Regions from separate parts of the Ovis aries genome. Here region 2 is linked to region 1. The links are chromatin contacts, called in public Hi-C maps. All regions are on one chromosome and are shown on one strand. The core of a region is the stretch at or near the end of the contact, and the rest is flanking DNA. Distances in the headings are between cores, read along the strand shown. Region 1 holds the start of LAP3 (leucine aminopeptidase 3). Region 2 holds the start of NCAPG (non-SMC condensin I complex subunit G).

Region 1 (6,057 bases), core at 2,177-4,676:
ACTTCAGGGAGCTGTCGAAGGGTAATGGATTGGTAATTGACAGGGGATGCAAATTCTGTCATCCAATAGTTAGACAATTATTCTAATTATTAGGCTACATTTATCAGATACTAATAGGTTATCTGTAATTCAAATAATATGCAGTTGCAATGGCTTATGTTGACAACTGTTTCTGTTAAATTGCGGCCGTAGCTAAGAAGGAGTTCAAATGCAAACCTTTTCCTACCTTCCCCATTTCAAGAGTGGTTAGAATCTCAGGCCCCCACCAGATTTACTGAACTGGAATGTGCATTCTAACTACACCCCCAGGCAATTCACGAGTACTTAAAGATCTGAGAAGCCCTTGAAATTCAAAGCTTACAAAGCAGCCTCCTGAGGCTATCTGATCTAGCCCAGAACAGGCTGTTCCCCCAAAGCAAAGAGGAGTTAAAGAGGTAGAGACATTGGTAGGAAGCAGGTGGGAGGTAGGGTGGGGAGAGATGAACTGAAGCCAGGAGGGTAGACTGAGAAAATCTGGTACTTTCCAGATCCTTCTGGGTCAGCCTCTCACAATACCCTGGTGATCTGGTTGAAGTAGCCTGATTTCCCAGAACTGTGAACCACAAAGTACTGATATGCAGTCCACAGACACTTTCACTTTCACCAAGAACATCCTGGCCAGTGTATTTCTGTGCATTTTCCTCCACCAGCATAGAAAAGACATTCTCTTTCACTTTCAGGCATTAAAAAAACTGAAATCCAAAGATGAATACGTACATGTTCAAAATTTCTCTCAGCTTTCCAGACACCAATTTATTAAAATTCTCTCCTGCACTTGTAAACTGAGGTGCATCTTCTTCTTTTTCTTTGCTATAGATTCCTAAAACAAGGCCCTGAGAAAAAGAGAAAAAAGTTGTATATAAGTAGAGTAGATCCCAGAGAGGGACTCAAGGGATCCCTAATTCCAGAAAAAGCTAGTCATTTCAACCAAACCGTGTCCCCCTCAAGGACAAAAGAACAAGGCCAAAAAAGGCAGCAGGTGCTGAGCAGTCAACTATACTCATAGCCTGCCTATGTGCTTCAAACTCCTGCTAATACAAGAGCCAAATTACTACCTGTCCTGGTCTTAATGGTCCCTCTCAAGAGCTTTCACAACACAGAGGGCTTTTCCTTCACTTTCAAATAAAGAAGAGTAGAAAGGTATTTTAAGAAAACAATTCCCTTCTGTAACCAAGTCTGAACTGAAGGGATTCAGAACATGCCACCCTAAAATATGCCAGTCTGGCATATTGATTACTTTGAGGTGCAGGCAGCTAAGAAACAGCAGATGCAGAAATGGCTCTCTGATCTCTCCCCCTTTCTATCCAAAAGCTGGTCATAAAATTTCCTATGAGAAAGTTTCTTTCCTTGCACCAGCAAGGGAACATTCTTATCATCAGAGACTGATGATAAGATTTGGGAGTCAATACCAAAATGGACCTGTACAAACAAACCTACTAAAAGAACCCTCAGCCTCCCTTAGTTTCCCCCACATATTTTCCTAGTCCCTGTCTCTCAATTGACTGCCCCTAGGCTCCTTTGCCTAATCACATTCCCACAATTTCTCATTCTCTGTTTAAAAAGGTATATAAGCTTTGGGGCCTATAGGCTTCTTCAGGTTTTCTCCCTTTTGAAGACTGGACACATAAAAATATGAAGTAAAACTTGTATGCCTTTCTCTTGTTAATATAATTTGTTTTAGGTCCATTTCATTCTTAGGCTCAGCCTAGAATCTAGGTGAGTAGAAGTAAGTTTTCCCTCCATTACAACCTTCAAATGCAAAAATGTGCAATATTCTGGGATACTATCTCGATAAAGCCAAGGGCTGCACTTGCAGATACTAACAAGTTCTCTGGCCAACTCATAGGCTGGAAGAGAGGAAAAGGATACACCTTCACTGGGAGGGACAGGGACACACAACAATCCATCAGCACTTAGTGGCTTATCCTTTCATCTCCTTGAGCCCCAGACTCCAAACACCTGAAACAAGGAAGTAAACCTAGGAATCACTGTTTACCTCTGCACAGCAATTTATGACTTTAAAAATGTGCTCTGACTTAGGGCACCTCTGTAAGGTGGAAAGAACAGGTAGTCTTCCCACTTGACAGATAAGGAAACCGAAACCAGGTCTGACATACTAGCCTGGGGGCAACAGAACTGGTCAAGAATCCAGATGCCTTCCGTCACTGTCCTCTGTGCTTTCTACAAAATCACACTGGTAACCTAGACAAAATCATCCTTGTCTTTTCTATTAAAAAAAAAAAAAAAAAGGCTTCCTCTGCGTTGGTAACCTTCCCAGGTTCTAACTTTCCTAAGGCTGCCAATTGCAGCCTTGGTTCCAGAGAACCAAGTAGGGAACTGATCAGACAGAACACACATGTTACCTGAGCAGGATGTATTTCCATATTACTGAAAAGAACAGGGGACAGACCTCTGGTCCCTCGGCCACCCTGAGCTCAAGCCCCATCCAGAATACTACTAGCCAGGGACAGTCCTGCTGGCCCTCAAGCCTGACTCCCTCGCGTGTGCTCCTCCCACCGAGCCGTTTCCCCTTTCCACATCCCCCCACGACCAAATTTTAGTGACCTTCACAATGTTTTGGAGCTCAATTAGGTGGAAGAGGGGTTTCTTCTGCGGAACACTTCTTTTAATCTCACGAACAGACGGATCTCCCTGCAAAGCCCTTTTCCCTAGAGAGACGTTATTTTTCTCTAGAAGCCCTTCCAGGTAGTTTACTCCCGGAGAATCTGTGTATTCCTGGCCTTCAGCTTCAGCAGAGGAGGGAGGTCCTGATACAGAACCCGGGGCCAGTGACTATCCGACTCTAGGGCATTTCACCTCACCAATACTTGGGCATCCTCCTAGCTAAGGTGGGAACAATCCTGGCGCGGTGGTTCCCCGGGTTACTGGGAGGATTGAACAAATAGCAAAATAGGGGAACGGTATAGAGTTGGAGCTCAGGTAACGGTAGCTATCTATCTATGGCTATCAATCTCTAGCGCTGAGTTCGGATCCTAGCACTTTCAAGCAAGAGAAGGAAGAGCGCATCCTCCGCACTAGCCTAGTAGAATACTGGGGGGTCTGCAGCCCCGCGCAGTCGGCTGCCAAAGCCGAGCTCGGCAAAATCAAGGTATTGTCTCTTTAGTCGATGTCTGCGACTCGGCTTAGAAGCCCGGGACACCGCGGCCTCGCCCCGCCCCGAAGTCCCTGTCGCCCGTAGGCAGGACTCTCGCGGCGGCCCCGGGGCGAGCCACGGCCTCTCACCTTCGTCATGTCTGCAGCGGCTGAACCGGGAGCCCACAAACGCCTCACGCTCAGATGTCGGACGGCTACTCGCGCGGCAGCCGGAAGAGGCAGCAAGAACATCTTTTCGGCTCTGCCCCCCGTACCGCCCTCCACCGAGCACGTGGCGCCGGGAAGGCGGGCGCGCGCCTAGAAGCCGGGCTTTGGGGGACGGCCTGAGAGCGTCTAGGGGTGGGGCAGGTGCCAAGGGGCGTGGCATGCGTACGCCATGGGCGCGGCGGGAGGGCGTCAGTGGGCGGGGCTGTCGGGTGAGGGCAAACGCGCTAGCGGACGGACTCGGACCCGGAAGAGTATGCGTGCGCCCAAGGGGCGGGGCGGGGCGGGCCGGGTCGACTGGGTGGTGCTGAGATAGGAGCGAGAAGGTAGCGGGCGCTGGGGGCCAGCCCTTGCGGACTGAGGCGAAGAGGCGGGACTCTTGGGGGAGCGCGCAAGAGAGGGGCGGAGTCGCGGTTGTGCTGTACACCAAGGGGCGGGGATGGAGGCGGGGCTCCGAGGAGGAAGGTTACACGTTGCTCTAGAGCAGAATTGAAGCTGCGTAGTGAGGGCATTCCTACTAAGTTTTTATTGTTTTGCTTTTTTTTGAACTTTTTTTTTAAACTTCCATCTGGTTCAAGGGTTCAACATTGTAAGGCATTTAGCCCAAACACTGTTTTTTGAAAAAAAGCTTTGCGAAAAGCGCTCAGTATTTTAATATATATTTTTAAAAGAAGTCTTAGATTTTTTATTGTATGAATAAAATATGGTTGAATGGAACTAGGAGAACACGACGAAGCTCAAAGAGGGGATACAAAAAATATCCTTACTGTTACACCAGTGTCTGAACCCAATTTTAGCTGGATCTTTTTACCTCTGGCGCAAGGTGGGCGGGGTCCACGAACTAGAAGTGAGTAAAGTCCTGGCCTCAGTGCCAGGAAGGAGAGGATGTCTGTTTCACTGTACAAGGGCCGGACACAACAGAGATTTGACTGTCTGTTTTTGAAAAGGTTGGACAAATTGGGCATAGTAGGTCCTCTTTCAGTTTCACTTCCTTTAGATAGTTAAAGAGTTGCGTCGCAAACTCGGTAAACTCAGCAAAATTCACCTATGTTCATTTAAAAGAGAAATTTTGTATTCACCTTATAGCTGTTTTCTTGTTCCATTGAACTCAAGCTGCAGTTTCCACAGCCAGAAATTTGCTAAAACCTGCTCCTCAGCCTTCTGTGTGAGTGGAGAGGAGGGCTCTGTGAGCTTCACAGGTGATGGTTGCTGCAGAGCGTAAGTTACATTTGTGTCTATCACCTTTCAGCAAATTCTGTCCCCTTCATTTTGTTTGCTGTTCCTACCAGAGAGGATTTGTTTCCTGGCATAGCCTCACTTACTTTCCTCTTTGCTTGGTCCTTCCCATACTGTTTGCATTTTCACATGCCTGATAGAATAAGGGAGAACAAATGTCACAGACCTCAGATAATTTTTGTCGTTACTGAATAGTATTATTGGCCACTTTGGGATGCAAGATTTAGTCATCCATCAAACCCTAAGTTCACAAGGTGTTTACTATGTTTTTCTTTTAGAAACCATGGGGTACAACAGAATGTAGCCTGAAAGACTTTATTACCTAGAAAGAGGCAAGAGATATCATGACTGTAAAGAGATACTGTTCCATGCAGTTTATAAGCATATATTCTTCCTTCTGTCCTTCTCTTTGCTTGACCAAGACTTTGGTTTGGTGCCATGACTTACAGGAAACCTTCGCGGATGTTCCACACTTGGGTTATGTGCTCTCCCTTTGCTTCCAAAACAGCCTGTCTCAGAGTATTGATCAGCTGTATTCTCCTTGTCTGTTTCCCCTAGGCATCTTGGGAGCCATGGCTATCATCTGTGACCTTCAAGTGCCTAGATCTAGAATTCAGACTGTGCTTGCCATGTATATAAGGTGTTCATAAAATGTTTGAGTGAATGTGTGATCAAGGTCTACTGCGTGCAGCATTGTTTATTAAAGAGCAGAACAAGTCCCATTTATGGCCTTCAAGTAATAAATGCAAAAACAGAAAATACTTGAAAGGAGCCAGTAGAATGAGAAGGATATAGATGATTGAGGAGGACATTAGGATATGAAGAAGTGTGTGGGAGGTCATTGGCTTGGCTTAGGGTGTAGGGATCAAGCTTGCCTAGAATAAAAGATTATAAAAGAGAGTGATGCTGGATTAAAGAGGATCTTGAAAGGCTAGAAGAGTTTATTATTGTTGTGGGAGTCAGCATGGACTCAACAATGTTCTTTGCAGAAGCTGGGGCAGGGGAAGCTATGAATTAGTACAGTTGATAGAGATTAGAGTCAAGAGTGGAGAAAGACCAAGCAGTGTAGAAATTGTGCTTTGGTGAAAAACTACGTACTGTCCAGTGAGGTTTGAGAAGATTCCTGTGGATTATCTGATTAAGAGTCTGCAAAATTCTTTCACAACTCTAAATTGTTATGCATTGCAATATGAGCCTGGTCTGTAGATATGGAGATTATGTCTTGTCTAGTAAGGAGGGGTGGTGTGGAAACCAGTCTTGTCTTCATTTGCACATTCATTTCAATATTGCTGATCCATAAATGTGTCTGTCCTCGAAATTTTCACTTGAACCAGTTATACCAATTGTTTCCTCCATAAATTAAAGAAAATCTTTAACATGTATTCATTTTTTATATATGTATAAGTCACGATTTTAACTATTTTTGAAAATTATCTTTTAACAGCAGGTAGATTGGCCAGAGGC
Region 2 (6,057 bases), core at 1,106-3,605, 200 kb before region 1:
CTACTTGAGTATAAGATTTTTCTTAATATAAGTTTCAAAATCATATTATATATGTGTACATATATATGAACTATACTCTTCCATAACATCATAATAAGAAAATTCATCTGCTGAGAATTTAACATTATCAACGAAACTGAAAAAGGATTTAGGGAGCTATACATACCATTAACCACTGGGCATTCATCATCTTTGGGATCCTGAAGGCGTGAAAGAGCAAGAACTGCCTGTATCCTTACATTTGGAACTTTATCTTTCAATCTAATAAGCATGGCTTCATTAATTTTATCAAACAAATCATCATCAATCTGGGCATTTTCTGGCAAATTTCCCAAGAGCTTGTTTATGAGCTGGCACGCTCTAAATCTAACTGCATTGCTGTTTGCTTCATGAGACTGAAACAGAAACAAATCAAAATTTATTCCAAGTTACATACCATTATTAACTTGCAAAAAAACCTTGATCCATAGGCATACTAAACACACATTACACACCACAAAGACTCAAAATATACATTGTCTAAAGTATTCACTAAATTACAAAAGCATATTCCTCTTTGTAGGAACTCTCACTTCTAAAATAGAGAACCCATTTAAAACAAATGTTTATGAGAATTGGCTTAGAATGGTCATTAAAAATTTAATGCAGATTTATTTTTAAAAGTCCACATTTTAATCTTAATGACAGTCCTAATATTTCCATTTTCTCAATTATCAGATATTTCATTCTCTAAGATGCACAAACTCCTATGGCCCTTTTAAAATAGCAAAATTTTCTATACTATTCTCCTGAAATTCTAGTTTTCCTATACCTTTAATAGAAAAGTAAGCAAATAATTTAAAATGCCACCATCCTCCTCCTCTTCATCATTTTCCATATCTGATTGGTGAAATGAAGTAACAAACTTTGCGGCAAATTCTATTACTCTTTCCACAGCTGGTTCTCGTTTATAGACCACCATAGCATATTTAAGGTAATGAACAAACTCTTCATGAAAACCTGTTTTGTCATCCACCTGAAAGAGAAAAGAAACCCTTCAAAAACTTCATGGATTAAATCCTTTTTTCTCAACATTACTCTAAAACGCTGAAAACACCAGCCCTACCACAAACTAAAATCATTATTTAGTAAACTCTCAACTATCCAAACCACCAAAGAGGAAATAAATCTGCACAAATCTCTCTCTAGAGAAATGTACTTCTCGCAGGAAGAAAACAAACGTGAATCTTGACAGTGAAAAGAATTCCTCCGATATTTTTTTCAACACTCCTTAATTCTCCATATGATGCCTTGGTACCAGTTTAGTAAAAATCTGCTTCTTTATGAACAATCCAAAATCAATAACAGCATCTGCATTTTACCGAGTTACCTTTAATGTGCGTGGGCGAGTAGTCGCTGCAGTTGCGTCTGACTTTTCGACCCTATGGACTGTAGCCTGCCAAGTTCCTCTGTCCATCGAATTCTCCAGGCCAAGAATACTGGAGTGGGTTGCCATGCCCTCCTCCAGGGGATCTTCCCGACTCAGGGATTGAACCCGAGTCTCCTGAGGCTCCTGAACTGCAAGCGGATTCTTTACCGCTGAGCCACCGGAGAAGCCCATTACCCTTAGTATTACACAGCAATTCCTTTCCGATAACAACTTTCACATCCTGTCTCATATCCTCAAGCCCTATTATTCTGACATAATTTTTCTAGCACCTCAAGATAATTTATTTTCCCGAAATCCATTGTCCTATTCGTCTCAAGGCTTCATTCAAAAGAAGCAAACAGTATTTACGTGACTAGGAAGAGTCTGGTGCTAATAATTAATTTGCTAATTGGTGATTTGATGCAATTTCACTGCGGCGCGAGGTTTAAGTAATTAGATGTGGGCGGTGACCAGAAGGACAACAACCGTTGAGCCACCGCGTTCAGGACCCAAGATACAGCCAGCCCTACACTAGGTCGACCCGGTGCGCGCAAACATTTCTCTTAGATTCGCCGCCAGAGAATTAACGGTCCACGCCGTAGGCCTCTTCGAACCGGGTCTGGAAGGCTGAAGAGCCTGGAGTCGTGGTGAGATTAGTCGGGAGGGTAGCGGGAAGCCCCTGGGAGAGAGGCCGGGGAGGGGAGAGGCGGGTCCCGGACCGCGGGCGGCCGCGCTTACCGAGCCGTAGGTGCGGTTCAGCGCCACCACCAGCTTCGCCTGGTTCTGGTGAGGCTGCTGCGCCAGCTGGAAGGCCTCCTTAATCGGCAGCAGTCTCTTCTCCTTCCCCATGGCGCCAGTACCCGGCCGAGACGAAGCCTGTTCACGTTCGCCTACAGCTGGCCAAACTGACCAAGGTCCTCATCTCCACTGGGAAGCCGACAGTCGAGGGCGTGGTTACCGCCAAAGCTTTCAAACAACTCCCGCGGGAGAAGGAAATACCGCGAGACTACCGCGAGACTACCGCGAACGCGTAGAGCGGCGAGAGCTGGAAGAGACGAATCCACCGCCTTCAACCTCACGGTTTGGGCGCATGCGCTGGGTGTCTTTTAAGCCGTTTTCTGAGGGGGATTTGGCGTTTCTAAGAGAAAGGGTCATTGGCTCCCCCGGAAGAGATATCCGCCGGGAGTGAGTACCCTGTGGAGATTCGCCTGTTGGAGCCGAGCTGGTGGCGCTAGGCCTAGTCGGGTCTTGCGGCTGGGGGTGAGGCGAGGAAGAAGAATCCTCCATGGGTGAGAACAGGGACTCTGCCGAGGGGAAGAATCCCTGCTCCCCCTTTAGGAGAGGAGTTCCTTTGGAGATGCGTGGAGGAGGGAAGGCTGGGGCGTCTGGGAGCGCTGGGAGCGCCCCGGCTTCTACTGAGAAGGGAAATGTCCCTAGGTCTTCTGATTGAGGCGAGCCGCTTTTTAATTCTGAGCGGTTGTTGTCCTTCTGGTCAATGCCCACATCTAATTACTTAAACCTCTCCCCACAGTGAAATTGCTGGTGAAGAGTCTGCAGACGTGGGAGGCAGTTGGGGAAGAGAGGCACGAGTAAATTTAGATAAAGCTTGTTGTTTTGAAGGCCTGGTTTACAAACGTGCATGTTGTTTAGTCGCTAAGTCGTGTCCAACTCTTCGCGATCCCAGAGACTGTGGCCCGCCAGGCTGCTCTGTCCGTGGGATTTCCCAGGCAAGAATACTGAAGTGGGTTGCCATTTCCTCCTCCACGGGATCTTCCCCACCCTGGGATCTAACCCGCATCTCCTGCTTTGGCTGGAGGGAGCAACTGAGCCACCAGGGAAGCCCCACAAAGGTACCTGAGGGCAATGTTTTCAACAAAGGAGAACACAGATTGGAAAAGGGTATAGAGATTAAGATAAATTGCCTTCCGAATTTTTTTTAATGGAGTTATTTCAGGTAGAAATCAACATCTCCATAATTACAGCCAACTAAAGAATTAAATTACAGTGCTTCATGTATGCGTTTTTCCTATCAAACTATCTTCCCTCCCCAGCAGTAATAGATTTTCTTCTCTTTTTTTTGTGGGGGGGGGAAGGAATTTTCTTAATTTACTGGTAACTTTTATGTGTTAATGACATATGAATAAATCTATGAATAAGTATACTGTATTGTTTTCATGTTCTAAGGTTATATGAATAATCATGGAAGCTGCTTTTTCCCATAACTGTTATTTTTGAAGTTTATTCATATTGATACTTTCATAACAGTAACTGAACACCTCATGGACCCTTTTTCTAGGAAAAAGTAATCAGTGTTTGATCTAGGAAGGAAAAGGAAAATTTTACTCAGGCCAACCTGAGGATTATAACCCATGAGATAGTCTTTCAGAAAGTTCTGAGGACTGTTCTGCCCTATAGAGGTCTAAGCACGATTATATATGTTTTTGAGACGAAGGGTGTCTGTCAACGCATTATTGACAGTTTACACAATCCAGACCTATGGGTGTGAAGAGAATAGTAGGTCATAGAAGACCCCATACAAGATTAAGAAGGAAGGTTATCTCCTAGGAGTTCTTAATAGTGCAGCTACACAACACACACTAAAGGGGAGGGAGGAGGCCCAAATAGCCAGAGGAAAAATTTTATATTTTAATTTTTCTTTTCTTGTCATAAAATTGTATTTTATTTCATTACCTTTTATGCCAAGACAGTGTTCTAAGCACTTTACTTCATTTAATCCTCAGATGCAACCCTTGAAACTACTTCTCCTTTTTAAGAAGAGGAAACTGAGGTACAGATAGGTTTCTCTAATAGTCTATTGTTTGAGTATGCCATAATTTGTTCATCCATTCCCTTGCTTCATAGTCCTAATTCCTGAAATATTGTAGGTATTCAAATGCTAGTTAATAAATATGGTAGCAGTTGGAGTTCCCATAATTTCAAAATTATCAAAATGTCTAATTTCTGAAAAGGCAAGATGTGTGGGTACTTTAGGTTAATCAGCTGAGGAAAATCATAGAGGTTTAAGAGTACATGAAATATGCTTGATAACAATTTTAACCTCACTGTAGATTAAAATGTAGAGTATCTAGACAGCCGTGGTGAAAGAAACGTAGAAAGGGCTTTTTTTTTTAACCAAATATATCCAAAATAGCATCTCAACATGTATTCAACATAAATTGAGAATTATTTTACATTAGCCACATTTCAAATGCTAAATGGAGCTAGTGGCTGCAGTATTAGTGTAAAACTATTCTTACTTTGGGAACCACTGAACTTACCATTTGTTTTTCATCTAAAATCAATTGGTGAGCTAAAAGTTTGAGCAAACTAATATTTGGAGGCATTTTTCCTATTTTGGAGCCTTTTATTGCTCAGGCTTCCCTTATGCTTTGGGTGTCTGCTACCTTTGTTGCTTTTTTAACTGTGCAGTTCTGTTACTTCCTTTACCTTATTTTATTGGACTATCTCACCACAAATTCTTACCATTTTGTAAGTTACTGAAGGGTGAGGCATTGGCCACCAGAGGTCAGCCTAACTATCTTGATTAGCTCTGTGGAGGTGAGGTTTAATAATATGTCTTTGTTCAGTATTTTTTTAACATTATAATCTGAAAACTTTTTTAAAAAGATACTGGATTACAAAAATGTCAGTTTTGGAATGGTAGAAGATAGTTGCAAACCATATATCTCATAATAAGTTAATAGAAAAAATATAGAAGAACTCATACAATTCAATAGTGAATTAATAATAACCTAATTAAAAATGAGCAAAGGACCTGAATAGACAAATTTTCCAAAGAACACATGCAAATGGCCAACCAGTATATGAAAAGGTGGTCAACATCATGAATCATCAGGGAAATTCAAATGAAAACCACAGTAAAGTATCACTTCACATCTGTCAGAATGACTATTAAAAAGTCTAAAGATAACAAGTGTTGATGAGGATGTACAGAAAAAGGAACACTGATACATGTTCAGTTCAGTCGCTCAGTCGTGTCCGACTCTTTGCGATCCCATGAATCGCAGCATGCCAGGCCTCCCTGTCCATCACCAACTCCCGGAGTTCACTCAGACTCACATCCTAGTCAGTGATGCCATCCAGCCATCATCCTCTGTCGTCCCCGTCTCCTGCCCCCAATCCCTCCCAGCATTAGAGGTGGGCAGCAATATGAAAGTTCCTCAAAAAAGTAAAAATAGAACTGTCATATGATCCAGGAATCCCCCTTCTTGGTATATATTCAAAGGAAATAAAATTACTATCTCAAAGATGTATCTGCACTCCCATGTTTATTGCAGCATTATTCACAGTAGCCAAGGTGTGGAAATAAGTGTCCATCAATGAGTAAATGGATAAAGAATCTGTAACATTTATATACAGACATGATTCAATCTTTTAAAAAAAAGGAAATTCTACAATTTACAGCAACATGGGTCAACCTGGAGGACATTCTGCCATATAAAACAAACCAAACACAAAGACAAATCCTATATGATCCTATTTACATGTGGAATCTCAAACAGTTGAACTCACAGTAACAGAGTAGAAAGGGAGTTATCAGTGGCTAGCGACGGAGGAGCCTGGTAGGCTACAGTCCATGGGGGTTGCTAAGAGTCAGGCACGACAGCGACTTCACTTTCACTTTTCAC

What was found. A called contact is a pair of places that touch in the nucleus more often than the background predicts.
Region 2: a contact with region 1 is called in a Hi-C map of muscle, with 5 times the contacts expected there. The contact joins the promoter of NCAPG here to the promoter of LAP3 in region 1. A contact is called at or near these places in 7 of 16 Hi-C or Micro-C datasets (blood, liver, muscle and 2 more).

The regions. Positions count from the first base shown.
Region 1 is chr6:37,807,725-37,813,781 of ARS-UI_Ramb_v3.0, reverse strand. LAP3 (leucine aminopeptidase 3) reads right to left here and starts at 3,426. Exons shown (of 13, transcript XM_012179698.5): 1 at 3,283-3,426; 2 at 757-872. The coding sequence starts at 3,384.
Region 2 is chr6:38,004,276-38,010,332 of ARS-UI_Ramb_v3.0, reverse strand. It overlaps NCAPG (non-SMC condensin I complex subunit G), which reads right to left and starts at 2,355. Exons shown (of 21, transcript XM_027970895.3): 1 at 2,147-2,355; 2 at 812-1,015; 3 at 167-395. The coding sequence starts at 2,257. DCAF16 (DDB1 and CUL4 associated factor 16) reads left to right here and starts at 2,241. Exons shown (of 3, transcript XM_060416912.1): 1 at 2,241-2,593; 2 at 3,093-3,258. The coding sequence starts at 2,256.